2 separate regions of the Sus scrofa genome follow, and region 1 is linked to region 2. A link is a contact called in public promoter capture Hi-C data. All regions are on one chromosome and are shown on one strand. The core of a region is the stretch at or near the end of the contact, and the rest is flanking DNA. Distances in the headings are between cores, read along the strand shown.

Region 1 (5,112 bases), core at 1,099-3,598, 470 kb after region 2:
TATATTTAGTTTGCTGAGGAATCTCCATACTGTTTTCCATAGTGGTTGTACTAATCTACATTCTCACCAACAGTGAAGGAGGGTACCCTTTTCTCCACACCCTCTCCAGCATTTGTTGACTTGTTAATGATGGCCATTCTGACCGTACCTCACTGTAGTTTTGATTTGCATTTCTCTACTAATTAGTGGTACCTCACTGTAGTTTTGATTTGCATTTCTCTACTAATTAGTGATGTTGAGCATTTTTTTTCATGTGCCTGTTGGTCATCTGTCTATCTTCTTAGGAGAAATATCTATTCAGGTCTTCTGCCTATTTTTTCAATTGGGTTGTTGGCTTTTTTGCTGTTGAGTTGTGAAAGTTATTTGTGTATTTTAGAGATTTAAACCCTTGTCGGTTGCATTGTTTGAAACCATGTTCTCCCATTTTGTAGGTTGTCTTTTTTTTTTTTTTTTTTTTTTTATGGTTTCCTTCCTTTGCTGTGCAAAAGGAGCTGCAGATTTCTGATACCTGCTCTTTCCTCTATGTATGCTTTAGCAAAAGTCACACAGAGAGAAATCATCACAAGAGCTACTTGGTAGGGCAAAATGTCATGAGTAAGTGCTGGAAAAGCAGGTTTGGAGTTGTAGGTCCAGGCATGCTTCCTGAACTTGGCACAGAACTTGAACAAGCACACCTCTGTTGTTGTCTGAGCACTAAATGCAGCTGTTGTTTTCTTGGGGATGCCTCTGCCTGGGTTTCGCATGTATCATGACCTGACCATTGGATTGTTTGAGCATTTGTTTATTTTCTGTTCTCCAAGTAACATGTGATCTCAGTGCTGGCACACAGTAAATACACAACAAATATTTATTGGATGTTTTTGCCTCTATATCCTTTCATAACTGAGCAAAATTTGCCTTTTCATGGATGCAGTCTTTCACCTTCCTTTTTTTTTTTTTCCTTTTCTTTTTAGGGGTGCATCCGCAGCATATGGGTCATATAGTTCCATATAGCCATATAGTTCCCAGGCTAGGGGTACAATTCAAGCTACAGCTGCTAGCCTACACCACAGCCACAGTAACACAGGATCTGAGCTGCGTCTGTGACCTACACCAGAGCTCAGGGCAACGCCAGGTCCTTAACCCACTGAGTGAGGCTGGGGATTGAACCCTTATCCTCATGGATTCTAGTTGGATTAATTTCTGCTGTGCCACAATGGGAATTTCCATTTTTTTTTCTTCTTTTTTTGAATATTCATCATCTTATATAGATACAAAATAAAACAAAAATATTTTTCATTGTGATGAGAACTAAAGATTTACTCTCTTAACTTTCATATATAACTTACATTAGTGTTAATTATATTAATCATGTTTATACATTACATCCCTATTACTTTTTATTTTGTAATTGGAAGCTTGTAGCTTTTGAATACCTTCATTCAATCCCCCCCCTCCCATCCTACCACTGGTAACCACAAATCGGATCTTTTTTGCTGAGTTTGTTTTTGAAGTGTAATTGACCTATAACACCATGTAAAGTTGCGGTGCATAATGCTGTGATTTGATATTTCTATTTATTTCAAATTGATCGCCACTGTGATGCTATTCTATCTTATTTTATTTTTTTTGGTCGTGCCTGCAGCTTGCGGAAGTTCCTGGGCTAGGGATCAAACTGGCACCACAGCAGTGATCCGGCCGCTGCAGTGAAATAAGTGGAGACAACTCATTTCAAGTTTGCTAAAGACAGAGTGCAGCAGCTGGGGAGAACACATGAGGTCTCTTTTTTCTTTTTTTTAAGCATCAATTGAGCGTATCTAAAATGATGATGACAAAGAGCCAATACTTGGGATAGAGGAGAGAGGGAGGAATTAAGTAATACCAGATGTGAGGGGTGGGATCGCAGCGGATGAACAGCCAGGCCTGAGGTAGGAGGGATGCCTCTTCCATCATAAACGTTAGGGAAAGGGGTAAACTGGCAGAGTCTAAAGGTTTGGTGCAGGGAAGCTAATGGTGTTTCGATGGTTTCTAGTTAACTCCGTAAAATAGGCCTAGAGTAAGGGGGTTGGCTGTGAGTCGAGGTTTGAGGAGAGTGCTCATTTGAAAAGACGTTTGGATACCTCGGGGGGCTAGGCTGGGGTTGGCGAGGTAGACCCCCAAGTGCAGTTCCACAGGGACGCCATGGTGCGCTGACCAATTGCCAACCGACACGTCCACGCCGCTTTAACACACGGTTTGGAATGTCCGCTGAACGGACAAGCTGCGGCGATGAAAATACGACCACAAATCCCGCGATATCACGGCCGCAACCTGCGAAACTGCCCGTGACGCTACCGCTACGCAACGCGACAGCGCGTATTAAAACGTCATGATCCTGCGACGCCGTCGCCGCAATGGGACGCCCTCCCGGAAGTGGGCTCTGGATCGGGCAGTGAAAGTGGTGTCCAGTTACCCCCGGGACCAGATCTGGGAAGTCGGAGCTGAACTGTTTCTTTACCTTTCTCCCATCCTTTCTGAATCTTCTAGGTCCGCCTAGTGAGGAAACGTCTCCGCCGTCATGGGGGGCGGAGACCTGGTAAGTGAGGGAGTCCAGGGCGCGGGGGAAGGATGAGGCCGGAGACTGGGCTGGGGACGGAAATTGGCGGGGGTGGCAGTGGGTAATCATGGCAACGCTGCCTTGCTTTCAGGGAGAGGGAGCCATAGTCCTGGACAGGGGAAGGATCTCTAAGGCTATGGAGGGACCGAGTGGAGACTTGGGAAGATGTGCGAAGTGGGTCGTCAAGGATGGCAGGTCATTGTTTGCTGGCAGAGAGACCTTCTGGCTGGAAATTCTGGGAGGGCCCTAGGGCAGTTGGAATTGTGGCTAGGAAAGGAGGCAGGTATGTAGGACGTGGCGCATAGACTTTGTTTTGTGTATCTTGGGATAGGATACATCTCCTTTCCTCAGCTAAGAGTTCAGTCATGTCCTGGGCTGTAGTAGGGATGATTTGTGCCCTATTCTCCTCCCTGAGCCATGTCCTGGGTCCATGTTAAACTTGAAGAGATCTTTAGATTCATCTTTCTTACTTCCACTCTTACTTCAGTGCTGTATTCTGATCTGTAGTGGCAGAGCTTCTTTTCTCAATTTGTAGCACTTAATATAAGTTGTATGCCTATTTCTCTTAAATTGTATAGTACATTCTAGGGGGCTAGGGCCCAAAATTGGACAGATGTACCCACAAGAGCATGGTGCAAGGTCAGAAAAATGCTAATCTCCTGAATATGTAGCTAATTGAATCAGCAAATAGATTGTTTAGCCACCTGTCCAGTAGCTATGTTAGCATTTGTCAGTTCTTACCAATTAGGATGAGTTCCAAGATACCGTCAAGGTTTGTCTAATTTAGTGCCTTCAAGTAGCTGCACTTAAGGATAGAAAAGCTGTAGTCCAGAGTTTCTCAACCTCAGGTTGACATTTTGGGCTGGATAATTCTTTGTTGTGTGTGTGGCTCTGTGCATGTAGGATGTTTAGCAGCATCCCTGGCCTCTAGCCTCTAGATGACAGTAGCACCTTTCTCCCCCACTTGTGACAACCAAAATTATCTATAGACATTGCCAAATGTTCCCTGGGAGGCAAAGTCACCCATATTGAAGGCCAAAGAGGAGGACCATTGTGATAAGAGGGAAGGGTGGAGGAGGAAGGAAGGCCTGAAGAGCCTGATGTGGGGAAAGGGAGGACAAGAAAAGAAAGAAAAGGAAGAAGGAGCCCTCCTTGACTGTACACCTTTCACATGGCAAGTACCTTGTGTCCATTTTCTCATGTAGACTTATTAACTGGGAGTTCCCACTGTGCCTCAGTGGGTTAAGAACCTGATTAGTATCCATGAGGATGCGGGGTCAATCCCTGTCCTTGCTCAGTGGGTTAAGGGTCTGGTATTTCCAGGAGCTGCAGTGTAGGTCACAGATGCAGCTCAGATCTGGTGGTGCTGTGGTTGTGGCTTAGACCTCAGCTGCAGTTCTGATTGGCCCTAGTGTGGGAACTTCCATATGCTGTAGGCGCGGCCCTAAAAAGAAAAAAGAGAGAAAAAATAGACTTATTAACTGGTCTTCTGGTCTTCAATCTTGGTCCTCTCCAATCCATTCTTTACATACTAGACTGGTTATGCCTCTCACCTGCAAATGAATGTTTAGTCTTTTCTACTGTCAACAGGATAAAATCCAGTTCCTTAAGCCCCTTAATCTGTTGCTTTCCTAGTTGGCTTCATCTTGAGCCCCTTTTCCGTCAGCTTGCTCCCCGGTATCAAGCCATACTGAATTATTTGTACCATGTTCTTTCTTACCACTGGGCCTACAGCTGTGTGTGCTGTTACCTCTGGAAATCTACCTCTTCCTCCCCTCTTCCTACATCACCAGGCTCATTTATAATTGTCTTTAGATGACATCTCCTCCAGGAAACTTTCCTTGGGGGGGAAGCTGAACCAAAGTAGTGGCTCATGGGGAGGGGGGGAGGGGAGAAGCATTCTTCAAGGGTGAAGGGGAAGATCAGATCCAGGGGGGTGATTCTTGGGAAGGAAGGTTGAAAGAGGTACTAAGTGGGGTTGTAAACCATGCAAGTTTGAGGAGGGTTAAGTGGACTCAAGGAAAAGAAGGTTGTGTTCATAGAAATGAATGTCCAGAGCCAAAGGCACTTGAGTTATGTTGCCTTTTAGCATCTGTACCTTCCCAGCTCCCTGCCCCATTCCTCCTGTGTGGTCCTCACCAACCCTCACTTTAGTCATGGCCAGTAGAAGTCAGACTCATGTACATTTCAGATTAGAAGTATTTGAAGGGAAGGCAGGAAGGGCCCGTTTTATCCTGAAACTTTAAGTTCTTGAACAACCATATTCCACTCCCATCCCTTGTGTGCCAGCCTTGCCATCGTCAAAGATGTCTTGCCCTTACATGCCTGCTGTGGCACGAATAGAGGAATGGGTGAGTCAGGGTCAGTTATCCTCACCACCCATCCACTCCCTGCATTGTTTTCTCCCTCCTTTCATTAACCACAGAATTTGAAGAAGAGCTGGCACCCGCAGACTCTCCGCAATGTGGAGAAAGTGTGGAAGGCTGAGCAGAAGCATGAGGCCGAGCGGAAGAAGATTGAGGAGCTTCAGCGGGAAC
Region 2 (5,088 bases), core at 1,559-4,058:
AATTATAATTTTAAATCAGCAAAAATTACATTGACATATAAAAGACATAAATGGATTTTTCCAATTATCATAATTTCTCTTGTGTTCAACATTTTCCTCACTCACAGAAAGAATTTACTGATAGGCACTGTGCTATGCACTTCACGTTCATCAGTTAATCCTCACAACTCTAGTAGTTACTCTCATTTTACACATACAGAAAATATTTACCAAAGTTCACAAAGCAAGACTAGGATTCCACTCAGGTATAACCCCAAAAGAGCCCAAGTTCTGCTTTTGTGGAAAATGGTAAAGTCTACAAAAAGGGAGGTGCATCTCATCACAGAGGAACAAGAACAGTTATCTTTAGACAATTCACTCCAACAATTAAGTATCAAATTAACATGCCTTTCTCACAAAAATATCACTGTGAAGGTACTACTACCATTTTTTTAACAGAAAGATACTGAAATTGCCTGTGGTCACAAGATAGGTCAACGGTGATGCTATAAAGAAAATCAAATTATCTTTGGAACCAATTTCTGTTAAGCTATACCATCAGAGGGAAAAGGACTAATCGGCTGAATTTTCACTAGAAACATCAGATAAAAGAAGATAGGAGTCCTGTATAAGTTATCAAAAAATTATCAATTAGGAAATAAACTTATGGGTTTGGAGACTCAGTGGATAACACAAATGATAGATGACCTAGGCAAACAGCCTTGAGACAATACAAATGAAAATTTGTAACTTCTTACTTCTTTTTAATCAGGCTCAATGAAGCCTAAAGCACTAATACTAAAGTGATTTTTAAAATTTTAAGACAAGGCAACCCAAATAGCTGGGAACCAGTATCAATCCGATGCAATGAAGTAAGCAGAAGCCTATGATTTTACTCACAGACGCTTACAGCTGAAGATCCCACCACTGGAAGTACCTACCTTTAGCAGCAGTAGGCATGTGAATACTCCTCCACCTCTCCAATTCTGGGTTAAGAAGAGACCAGACTCACCTACATGATGACTAGTGAAGCCAAGTGTTCTAGTCAATGATCAATACCGGGAACTTCAACAGAATGTTAACTTCTCTAATAGCTCCTCACAACCCACCGTAAGAAAGAAAGGACTGTTAGACAAGACAAACAGCTCACCTGGGGAGAGGACTCCGGCTCAGAGACCGCTTGCTCAGGAATGGGCTGCTGGACCGCCTTCGACCGTAAGGGCTTGGTGATCTCCCACTGTAAGAGCCACTCCTTTCATAGCTGGATGAACGTCGCCGGCTATAGGGACTCACGGACCTCTGTCTTCTACTGTAGGGACTGGGTGACCGGGTGCTGGATTGGTAGGCCGAAGGCTCCTTGTAAGGTGGGCTGACGGACTGCCTTCTTGAGGTACTTCCCGGACTCTTCTTGTAGGAGTCATAATTGCTAGAAGTGTGAGATCTTGGGGGACTAAGGTCATAATCTTGGCCATAAGAAGCTCCTGACGGGCTATCATCTTGCTTGGGGCTATCCAACCATTTCCGGTGGGGACTCCTGGACCTCCGTTTGGGGCTGTCCACTGTTTTGTAACTTTTGGGTGTTTCCCTTTTCCGATGACTTTTACTCCGGTCTTTGTGCCCAGACTTCAACTCACGTTCTTTCCGGGTCTTCTCCTTATGGAGTTTGGATGACCTGGATTCCTTGTTGCTGCTGCTTTTGGAGATCTGCGCCTTCCCATGGTCATCATTCTCCTCATTTGAACGCTTCGAAGTTCCTGATACCCGGTCCTTCATCGATCCCGACTTGCTAAAGGTTTCCAGGTTTTTTTCTTTCTCTGTCTGTTTAGTTTTTAGTAAGTCCCGGGAACGTCTGTGCTGATGGTGACGGTGTTTGTGCAGTCGGTCACTCCGATCAGTCCCGCGACGTTCATCATTCTCCCTCCTGTCCAGTTTGAAGGCCATGTCGTCAGAGAAGGTATCAGAATCTGAGCTAATGTCATCATACTCCACCAAAGGTTTGATAATTGTACCCAAAGGTGCTGCTTCGGGGGTCACCAACCCCATGTCTTTGGAGTGCTTGGACTTATGCCGCTTGTGCTTCGACACCAAGCGGTGACGCTCTCTGCTGTTGGAGCTGCCACCTCCCGATGACGGCTGCAAAGTTCCAGAAGCTCCTCCGCTCCCGTCCTTCTTGCCCCCATGTCTCTCTGGATTGGGCATTCCCTTTCCCCAGGCCTCAAAAAGGGGAAAAAGTTCCCCAGCACTCCAAAAAGTAACCCCCACCCTCCCCCCCAACCCCAGCCCCACGCCTACAAAATCACCCCTACAAGGGGGTGGGGAGGGAAGGGACGGTAGCCCAGGCTCCTCCTCCCTCCCGACTCCTCAGCACCCTCCTACATGAGGTAGGGGGTGAAGGAGCCAGAGAAGAAATGAGAGTTCCTCAGCAGTGGAGTTGTGAGACAACGGACTGCCGCTCGAGTCTGTTTCCCCTCCAACTCCAGCCGAGCCAATCCTCAGGCCTAGGCGCCCAGGAAGGAGGTCGAGGAAGTAGGAAGCCGGCGGCCCGGGGCTGTGGGGCCGACTCGGGCTCTGGGGCCCTGTGAGGACTGCGCGGGCCCTTCCCCTACCCGGTAGCCCGGCTCGGGGCGGCTTCCTGTCGCTGGGGTCCCGCGACCTAGGCGCCTCACACCCCCTTTGTCCCTCGCTCTTGAGGGAGCCCCGTTTCTAGCTTCCGCCTCACCTCAATACCTCACACACTCACTCGCTCCCTCACACAGACTCACAGTCACACACTAGGTTAAACCGAAACGGCACTTGGAGGAGCGGGGGGAGGGGGGTAATCCCGAGAAGTATCGCGAGAATATGCCCAACTCTCGCGGTACTTCGTGCTTCTCGTTCACCTCTCGCGGCTGCTTGCTCAAACAACGCGAGAGCAGGTCCCCGGCCAGAAACGCGTTCCGCCAGATTCTCGCGATAAGATCCCGGCTTCCCATTCGAGCAAAGCTTTATTGGGTCTAGGATGATCTTTTAAATTCAAAACTTTATTAATAACTCATTGAACAAAAACGTGTTCTCAGGCGCCAGCGCAAACTAATTTTTGCATGCTTTGTAACAACTCTCAAGTACCAGGATGAAAATAATGTCAACAGAACAAAGGACAAATGTGAGGACATTTCAACCCAAGTCCCTAAGTGTTAACAATTCTTCCCACTTGTATATACTACTACGTGCATTATCTCTAATTCTCTATTTCTCATACTACCCTGCAAAACACGATTTCCTTATCCCTATTTTACCGATAAGGAAACCCAGTCTCAGAAGAGCTAAATAACTCACTCAAGGTGACAAAGTTGGTCCATCAAGGGCCAAAAAAAGAGATTCAAATTCTTGTCCGACACTATACTACAAGCTCTTTCATTGTGTGGCACTAACCCTTTCAACTGCTTAAAGACTTGAATGCTCATCACCTCTTGAGATCATCTTATGACTCTTTAGGAATCATTTAGCCTTTTATTTTCACAGAGGATTATAATTACAAACAAGCAAAGCATAATATTCATGAACGAGACAAAAATCTTACACTTCCCTTCCTTTTTATTTTTCAAAACTCCTTAGCACATATTAACTCATTCCATCTTCACAACTTTCCTCTGAAATAGGGTTGTGATAGTGAGAAGACTAAGGCACAGGGAAGCTAAGTGACTTGTCCAGGCTTTCTCATTGTTTACTTCAGTAAACATGTATCTGTAAGACAAAGTTCCTTCTCTGTGTAACAGTGCCACTGAGGGTCCTCAAGTAGAATATGGACAATGTACTCATACACAAGAAGATATTAGGTGATATGTTCCCTTGTGGTGCAGTGGCTTTAGGACCTGGCATTGTCACTGCAGTGACTCAGATCGCTGCTATAGCAAGGGTTCAATCTCTAGCCCAAAAACTTCCACATGCTACTGGAATGCAAAATAATAATAATAATAATGTGATAAATGTTCGAAGAATATAAGAATGATAAACAGCAGTGTGAAGTTTCAAAAGGAGATTAGGAGTGATAAAAGAAAGCATTATAAAAGTAGGACATTTAGGGAGTTCCCATCATGGCACAGCGGAAACAATCCAACTAGGAACGATGAGGTTAGGGGTTCTATCCCTGGCCTCGCTCAGTGGGTTAAGAATCCAGCATTGCCACGAGCTGGGTAGGTCGCAGACCCGGCTCGGATCTGGCGATGCTGTGGCTGTGGCATGGGCCAGCGGCTACAGCTCCAATTGGACCCCTAGCCTGGGAACTTCCATATGCCATGGGTGTAGCTCTAAAAAGATTCCCCCCCAACAAAGAAGTAGGACATTTAGGAGTTACCTCTGGGGTGCAACCAGATTGGTGGTGTCTGTGCAGCATCAGGACACAGGTTCAATCCCCTGCCTGGCATACTGATCTAGCACTGCTTCTTATGATAGGTTGCAACTGTGGCAGGGATCTGATCCTTGGTCTGGGAACTCTATTTGATGAGGTGGCTAAACAAGAAAAAAAAATGGGACATTTGAGTTGGCCCAGGAAGAGTACATAGGATTTGTATATGCAAAGAGGGGAACACCAGCCAGTAGGTTAGAAGCCAGAAAACATTTTGAATGAAGGCAGAAAAGCTGACTCTCAAAATCACTCCCTGGAGGTGTTCATATTGCTTGGATTACATGAGTACCAAAAAAATTTTACCTAAATGTTTAAGTCCACATATCTTGATAAAAAAAAAAAACTTTTTCATGACAACTTTTAAATAATCTATGGAAGTAAAATTAATACTATCAAGAAAAAAAGAAATAAGTACTGGAACTCAAGTGTGGTAACTCCCAATTTATTGCTGCAAGAAGGCCTGGATGTAAATGTCTCCACCAGTGTCTGACATAATGGCAGATGTCATGGGACTTAATGGATAATTAGATTAAATGACTGGCCTACTTTATTAAACATTGGCATGAGTTCACCAAAATTATTCCCATTCTTTTCCTATCTTTTAAATGAGATCATAAAGCTCCAGCTGTGGCCTCTCAGGTTAAGGATCTGGCATTGCCACAGCTGTGGCTAGGATTCAATCCCTGGCCTGGGAACTTCCATATGCTTCAGGTGTGGCCAAAAAT

The links. Promoter capture Hi-C pulls out the DNA fragments that hold promoters and counts their contacts.
Region 1: a contact with region 2 is called in a promoter capture Hi-C map of liver, with 3 times the contacts expected there. The contact joins the promoter of CWC25 here to the promoter of CDK12 in region 2. A contact is called at or near these places in 1 of 5 promoter capture datasets (liver) and 1 of 47 Hi-C or Micro-C datasets (epiblast stem cells).

Annotation. Positions count from the first base shown.
Region 1 is chr12:23,295,702-23,300,813 of Sscrofa11.1, forward strand. CWC25 (CWC25 spliceosome associated protein homolog) reads left to right here and starts at 2,349. Exons shown (of 10, transcript NM_001244652.1): 1 at 2,349-2,554; 2 at 5,001-5,112. The coding sequence starts at 2,537.
Region 2 is chr12:22,828,587-22,833,674 of Sscrofa11.1, forward strand. CDK12 (cyclin-dependent kinase 12) reads right to left here and starts at 2,809. Exons shown (of 18, transcript XR_002337130.1): 1 at 1,130-2,809. It overlaps MED1 (mediator of RNA polymerase II transcription subunit 1), which reads left to right and starts at 1,819. Exons shown (of 20, transcript XM_021067050.1): 1 at 1,819-1,933.